Linked DNA regions of Gossypium hirsutum: region 1 is linked to region 2. Evidence: chromatin contacts called from public Hi-C data. All regions are on one chromosome and are shown on one strand. The core of a region is the stretch at or near the end of the contact, and the rest is flanking DNA. Distances in the headings are between cores, read along the strand shown.

Region 1 (4,095 bases), core at 1,527-4,026, 53 kb before region 2:
TGAAAGACCAAGTGGCAAAAACAACCCCATTGCTTCCAATTGCAAGACCTTTAGCCAAGCCTTGTCTTAATCCCAACTGCACGGACACTTGTAAAGCTGCTGAGAATTCTGCAATGGTTTTACTCTCACCAACAAAGGAATAAACTGTTCTTATAGAAGATATTGCCTGTTCTGCTATAGTTCCAGCCTTATTGTATTCCTCACTTATCTTTCTAGCTATTCCTATCAACCCTCTTCCATACATTAAGCCAGGAATCACCAAAACAACAGCAAAAGGAAACCCCACTATTGCTAGTCTCCATAGCATTATGAATGCTACCATGTAACACCCAACAAATATTGCAACATTCATCAGAAAATTTGGCACCTGCATGACATGATCACCCATTAGTAGTAATTAAATTACTCGTTTTTAGTCAAGAGATTACATCGGATTTGCAAAAAGGAACCTTTTCACTGAGAACATCTTGGATTACTAGACTATCATTTGAAACACTGGTGATAACTTCAGCTGTGCTTGTAACGTGCAAATCAAAGTATCCCACATCTTGTCTTAAGATAGCTTTCAAATACCTGGCTCTCATTCTTGTCGCTTGTCTCTCGCCTGTTCTTGACCAACAAAATCCTTCTGAAAAATGACAAAAGAAAAGCACATATAAAAAAAATCATTAACTATGCCTCCATTAACCATTCCTTCAAGCCATTGAATGCTATGAATTTAAACTTACCTAGAAAACAAGCAAACCAAGACCAGCAAGCCAAATACAATAAAGCCATTGAATTCTGTCACCCACAAAACCAAATCATGTTAGATAGAAACATAGGCGAAGTCAAATATTTTGTTTACGGAGGGCGGAATTAAAAACAATTGTACAACTATTATATATACACATTATCCATTATATCTAAATTTAAATCAAAACTAAGTTTTTATGTTATATTATTTGCCTAATTTGATGGCTCAAGTTTAATATATATATTTTAAAAATTTTAGATTTATTTTTTAATTTAAAAATCTCTTTTATTTTTTAATTAAAATTTTTTGACATCATCCCAACTATATTAATTAAAAAAAAATCTTTCACCATCTACATATGTTCTATAGCTCCTTTTAAATATGTTCTAGCTCATTTTATAGAAAGCACTAAGGACGAAGCTAGAAATTTATTGTTAGGAGGTCAAAATAAAGTTGTAATAGTTTGGGGGCCAAAGATAAAAAGAAATTGCTTTAAAAAGGCTTCAATTTAATATTTTATAAATGCAAGGAACTAAAATAGCATTATACCAATTATCTAGGGGCCAAGGCTGCTTCCCTGAAAAGCACCATATTTAAATATTATATAGTATTTCAATTACTAATATTACATAAAATCTTAGAATAATTTTTTTCGATTTTCAAATATTATAAATTATGCTTCTCGTTACTATCTAAAATTTTTTTTATAACTATTGAAGTCTCAACATTTAGGAAATTATAATAAAATTATTCAATATTATGATATAAAAACATGAAATGATATTAATTTAGAAGAAGTGAAATAAGGAATCTTCAATTTATATTAAGAATAAGCATAATTTAAGTTTATTATTTTTGAATAAAAAATATTACTAACAAAATAACAAAAGTAAATATATATTAATTTGATTAATAAAAATGTAAAAAAAGTAAAACTAAAAAAAGTAATAAGTGATATATATTAAAAGTGTTATGAAAATGAAATTTTATTAGAATTAAATTGAAAAGGGGTAAAATATAAATTATAATTGTGAGGGACGAAATCTAATTTTAGATGATATAAGAATAATTTAATGTTGCAGTTTTACCCTTGTTTATCTTAAATAGCCTAAACAATAAGAATCGTCTTAAAATTTTGAGGGGGGTTGGGGCCCATGCCTGGCTACGCCCTTCTTTTTACTGTTTTGCATGTATGTTTTGGAAAAAAAAACGAAGAAAGACCTTGTTGATGTTATGAATGAACATGTCTGCAGTGAAAGCTGAAGAACCACCAAGATTGTTCATCAACTTGCTAGTAACAAGCAATACAAGAGGTGTAGAAAAACCATCACCAACGGCTCCGATGAAGCCAAGAGTCATCAACCACATATCTACATCATCCGCATGCATGAAAATTGACCTTATGGATCCGTTTATCTTCTTCAGTTTCTCCTTCTCATTACCCATTTTTTTTTCTTTTGAGAAGAAAATAAAAACAGGACCCAAAGAATCTCTAAACCACTTAGGATAGTACCGGGTGTTTCGTGCTTTTGCTTTCCTCCAAAACTAGTTGTCTTTTAAGACAAGTGAGAAGAGAAACAAGTGACAGGGTGATGCTTTTGGCCAAGTATTAAGAAAGAAACATGAGCAATGTCTTGTATATATAGCTATTCTTCGTGTTGTGTGGCTTTGAGTTGGTAGTGAAGAGTAAACCACTGAAAGGAAAAATAATAAAAAAGGGGTATATTTATATGGTTACTAAAATAGTAAAAAAAGAAAGTAAATAGACCATGGATGTTGAAACAGCAAACCGTCCACCGATTTTTACATAATTGGACCAGATTAACTTGGATCGGACCAAAAAAGCCCACTTTTAAAAACTCTAAGCTAGCCCAGCCCAAGTTAGTTAAAGCAAATGAAACAAAAAAGCCCTACCCTCTGTTCGCCTCTCCCCCTGCTCGCCCTCGCCTAACAAAGGGAAACTAAACACTACACGGAATACGGAGAATTGACCAGGAAATGTGAAAAGGAAAACTATTAGTAGTATAAAACTTGAAAAGTGGGTGCTGCATTTATGGGGAGAAAATAATAATGTTAAAAACTCGGTGGAAGATAGCTGTCAACCATTTAACCACTATCCTATTTTTAAAAAGAATATCATTTAATCAATTTTAAATAGTAATATAATAATTTATTTGACTCTCTAATTTTATGAAACAAATTATTTTAATCATTCATTTAATTTTAATCTGTCAACTATTTTTTTTGTCAAAACATCCTTAAATGGATAAAAAAGTTAACATATACTAAACTATACTAACGTGAAATTCACGTAATAGTCTACATGCATGTAGAGGTGTCCATGTGTTGGGTCTGTCTCAAAAAAAGATTTCGACCCGCGTCCTAGGCTCGGGCCTGGTCTGACCCGAAATATGAGTCTGAAATTTTGTCCAGTCCCAGCTCGAGAAAAAATTCTTAAGCACGAGTCGGGTCCGGCCCGGCCCATTTTTTTAATATACACCAAAAATTTATTTTAAAAATAAAAAATAATAAAAAAGTATTTTAAAATTAATAAAATTAAAAAAATATATTTATTATATTCGGGCCGGTCCGGCCAAAAAAGTGGTGCACGAGGCCCAGCCCGTTTTCTAAACCGGTCTAGTTTTTTTTGCCCAAACCCATATTTCGGGCCTATATTTTTACCCGAACCCTCCCATATTTCAGGTGGGCCATCGGGCCAGGCCAGGCCGCCAGACCCATGGACACCTCTACATGCATGTCATGCAAGCAATTATTTAAAAAATTTTAAAAAATGCTAAAATCTATTTAAAATTTAAGAAAATAATAGAAAATTGTTAAAATTTTTTTGAGAATTCAAAAAATTGTTAAAAATGCAAAAAGAATAAAAATTATTTAAAATTTATAGAAAATTATAAAATTTATTTAAAAAATTAAAAATTATTTAAAAAACAAGGCGGAAAAATTCCAAAACATATGAGAATAAGATGTCTCTGATGACATTTTGCAACTTTTCGAATATATTTAATAATCATTTTGTAATCTTTTGAAATTGAGTGATCAAGATGTAAATGTACTGATTTTAATGATCTTAGGTGCAATTTATCAGATTTAATTTTAGATATTATTTTTATTAAATTTTTATAAATTGTATATTTAAATTATAATCAAAGTTTAAGAGAATTATTAATGGCGGATATCCAAATCCGCAGCGATCCGAATCCCATATGGTAGCATCGAAACCATAATCTAAAACCTCTTTCCTCGTAACACTTAGAGGACCAAATCGGTGGCAGGAAGTTGAATAGGGATGACATTTGTTGCAGTTGAGGCGTGGAGACCCTTGTGCCGGCATTGCAGAG
Region 2 (3,957 bases), core at 1,351-3,850:
TTTAGATTGCTTAGGTTGTGCCATGTGAAACAAGGCCACGTCATTTTTTTTATTAAATAAAATTTGTAAATGTAAAGTGTTAAATTTATTAAATTATTCAGAATTAAGATCAATTTGATAGAATATATAAGTATTGAAGATTAAATGTATTATTATACCAGTTAGAAAAAAAAGCAACGCTATTATTTTCATTATTAATTTAACGGTGAGTGACCAAAATATGAATGAATACAATCGTAATTGCTTAAATTGAAAATTTTTAAAATTGAGTGACCAAAATAGGAACTCGAGCATAGTTAGGTTACAATTTGTATAGTTTCCTCTTTTATTTTAAAGCTTATAGTTTTATTTATTATTTATCAAATTTTATTTAAGACTTTAAAATAATTTTGATCATTTTTATTTTAAATAAATCATTATATTTATTTAATACATTTTATTTTAATAATATTTAATTTTATATAGTTTAATAAATATAAGAAAAATAAAACAAAAAATTTAATTAATAAATAAATACAAATTTAGTATATTTATATTGACTATGAAATTTAATACTTAAGCGTTCATTTTACATATATAATTTAATTTAGTGTCCTTAATGGTCATTTTGTAGTTTCATCTCACCGCTATAACTGCGCTCGAATCCAATCATATATTCTACTACTAATTTTAATCTCACTGCTATAGTGATTAATCTTATAACCACTACTATTTATAATTTTATTGGACCAAGCCAGTGCCCCATCTTAAGGAAACCTAGGGTTTTCCTGCTCAAATTTCTTGGATAACTTGGAGCATTTTGCTGCAACATTTCCATTGTTGTTGGAATAGTGACTGGTTTTGATAACTATGATAATATTAGGGGCAAGGGTGTATGTAATTCTTTTAGGGATATTGGTGATAACCAAAATAATAATGGTCACTGTACCAGAATAACCAGCATAATAATCAAATTGACCATATCAAAGCCTGACCTAGTAGTATCCTTGGCCTACTGGTTAATGTTGGTTGCATGCGTTAAATAATAAATGGAATAGAAGCAACAACTAGGTCGTGTGGTTCATGGAAATCTTATGTGATTCCTTGGTTATACATGTTAGGGATATTGTCGTTGGGGGGAGGCATAGTTTATTGTTCAAGTTCTAACAAACAACAAACAATGCTAATTACTGATACATAGTGTGTCAAAATTTATTAGTAGTAGATCTGGAGAGTTTAAGAAGATGAGAGGATCTGAGAATAATTGTGTAAAGTATTGGTATTTAAAATTTTCTTGTTGATTGAATGGAGTGAGCTTATATAAATAAAAAGCTTGATATAAGTTCTCTTGGAAAGATGTCCTACTGGTAGAGTTGGTGGTAAGATTATGAAGAGCTTTAGTAGAATGTCACATGTCTACAGGGTTATGGAAAATTTTATTACATGTGTGCTAGAATGTGACAATAGAATTTTCAAATAATTTTTTATGTGATTTATTGATGATCTATGCGATCGGCAGGTAAGAAATAAAAGTAAATCTTTAACTAGACAAAATTTTTTTGATCAAAGTGATTGATTTGACGAGATAATAACTATGCATAAAAATATTTTTTTGGCCTTAGTTATTTACATATCGAATATGTTAGTATGCCTTAAAAGCAATCGGGTTAGACAAAATTAAGAACATTTTCTTTTGTCTTTAATATCAAATAAACAAATAGTTGTTAGGTGCTAACCGAAACATCAAAGATTGATAATGTAGCCCTTTCGGAAAACGTAGCATCACAATTATTGAATGAAAATAATCAGTAGATTGCTTAGCTTTGCTCTCTTTTTTCTAGCACGTGTGATGCTCGTCTTGTAAATTCGATCGCCATTGAATTAGTAATTATTAGCAATTTTAGCGAGGAATCCCATCAGGCAGATGCATACTAAAGCAGAAAGCAATCGCCACTTTGATGAAATTCACCTCAATGTGCTTTTGAAAGTGGATGTAACTATCAGGGGCCGAGAATGGAGGGCAAGTTGCCATGGAGGAAAAAGCAAACACTTTTCCCTCCTTGGAGCTTGAATTGATGGATGAAATCATGAAATTTGTTTAAGGAGTGTTTAAGGGTATTCGAGAAGTCATTGGGTGCGTCATTTTTTTTAATCGTGATAAGGTCAGATTGTCTACTTATAGGCAGAAAAGTGAAAAAGTTAAAAGTCCTATTTATAAGTTGTAGCTTCTTTTTGTTATTTTAACAAACAGTTGGTGGGTGGTGGAAGTGATTATGGTGGGTGAATAAAGAGAGTGGTTGTAATTGATATCTTGAAAGCTCTACAATTTCATTTATTTATGAAACATTAATGTAAAAAGAAACTCTGGGTCTTTCTCCAAATCGGAAACGATTGTGGCAAAAGCTAAGATAGAGGTGTTGTTTTGGATTTGGCAAATGGCGATATAAAAGCTATGGTGGAGCTTCTAGATGTGGTTTTCTCAATGGCAAAGTCTAGTCTTGTCCCTTTCTTTGGATTACAACAAAGGGACCCCCCCACCCCACCCCCCCCCCCCAACACCACAAGCACTTTAACCGAATTACATTGAACCAAACATCATCCACTCTTCAAACACAGATGGGAGGAAGATCATATCATATCAGATCAGATCAGCAATGTTTTACTTGGAGTGCTAAAAACAGGTCCACAACAGTCATCTGCTGCCATTTCTCTTTGCTTCCTATTTAATATGACACTGATTTTCAAGATTCATTAATGTTCAACACTTTGCCATTTGTTGTCTTGCATCATCATCAAAAAAGGGGTGGGCTTACTTCATGTTAGTGGCCTAATTGAGTCAAGTTTATCTCAAACAAAATGAAATTTGAGCGAATTTTATTTTTAAAATTTGAATTCCATATAACAATTGAACTGCAGAAATTTGTATGATTAAGTTTGCTCAATTTTGTTTACTCAAAAACATTAATTCTCATGTTAGATTTTAAACTCTAGGATTTTTCAATATTAATTAAAAGTTTTAAAAAATATATATAAATTAAAGTCGTAATCTTTTCATGTTGAGTATTAAAATATTTAAATTCAGCTCGCTTGATAGTTTAAATTATTTAAGTTCGACTCAAAAATAATCTAACTGAATTTAAATTATTTTTAAAGAGTGAATTTGAATAACTTACTAACACTAATATTTTATATATTCCACATATTACTATAACTATTATTAAGAGAAGTTTTCACCAAATTTAAAACTCAAAATTCAAGATAAAAACTAAATTATTTGAGCCAACTTGATTACCTAATAAAAAGTAAGCTCCATTATCAAGCTTGTTAAGTTTGAATTGAGACTTTTCAATATTAATAAAAAAAGTGTTAGACTCCTAAATCTCTTCATTAAAATATTTGTATTCAATTTATTCCATAGTTGGAATTGATTGAGTTAGATTTAATAATAATTAAATAACTTGTAAGTAAAGATATCTGATTCATACTTAACTCATATAATCATTGTTAAAAATGAATTTCAACATTAACAACTTTTCCCTCATTTTCAAATTAAATTTTAATATTTAATTACACGAATTATTTTATTGGTTTAAATATGTCAAAGATTCATATGCTCTTTTGAAATTTGAAATTTAGTCTCTATACTTTATATTTGAGATGTTGAGTTTCTATACTTTTTTATTTAAAAATCTTGGCCCCTCCGTCTAATTTTGCCATTTAAGTTAATGATGCCAAAAGTAAAATAACATTTTTAGCCATCAACATTTATAGTTTTTTTCAATTTGATCCATGCCCTTAAAAAGTATAATAAAAAAAATAAGTTTTAAGGATTTTTTTCATATTTTAAATAAAAGCATAAAAAAATTTAAAAATATAATTAAAAATTCTTTAAAATTCAAAAATAAAAATATAAAAAAATAAAAAAAATTCTATGTTATTTAAACCAGACTAGACCGACTGGATTGAGAACCAGCTGGG

What was found. Hi-C and Micro-C count contacts between places; a contact is called where the count stands out from the background.
Region 1: a Hi-C map of leaf shows a contact between it and region 2, with 2.3 times the contacts expected there. The contact joins the promoter of LOC107939078 here to the enhancer-like site in region 2. A contact is called at or near these places in 3 of 34 Hi-C or Micro-C datasets (leaf and petal).

What each region holds. Positions count from the first base shown.
Region 1 is chrD04:9,140,405-9,144,499 of Gossypium_hirsutum_v2.1, reverse strand. It overlaps LOC107939078 (ABC transporter B family member 15), which reads right to left and starts at 2,776. Exons shown (of 7, transcript XM_016872362.2): 1 at 1,958-2,776; 2 at 729-783; 3 at 450-628; 4 at 1-367. The coding sequence starts at 2,182.
Region 2 is chrD04:9,087,769-9,091,725 of Gossypium_hirsutum_v2.1, reverse strand. No RefSeq gene overlaps it. Among protein-coding and RNA genes, the nearest start is that of LOC107939071, 31 kb to the left of the region's middle. Within about 2 kb of position 2,600, at least 4 of the 9 cell types and tissues checked have an H3K27ac peak or open chromatin away from gene starts, as enhancers often do. A contact at or near this core is called in leaf, where this site is marked.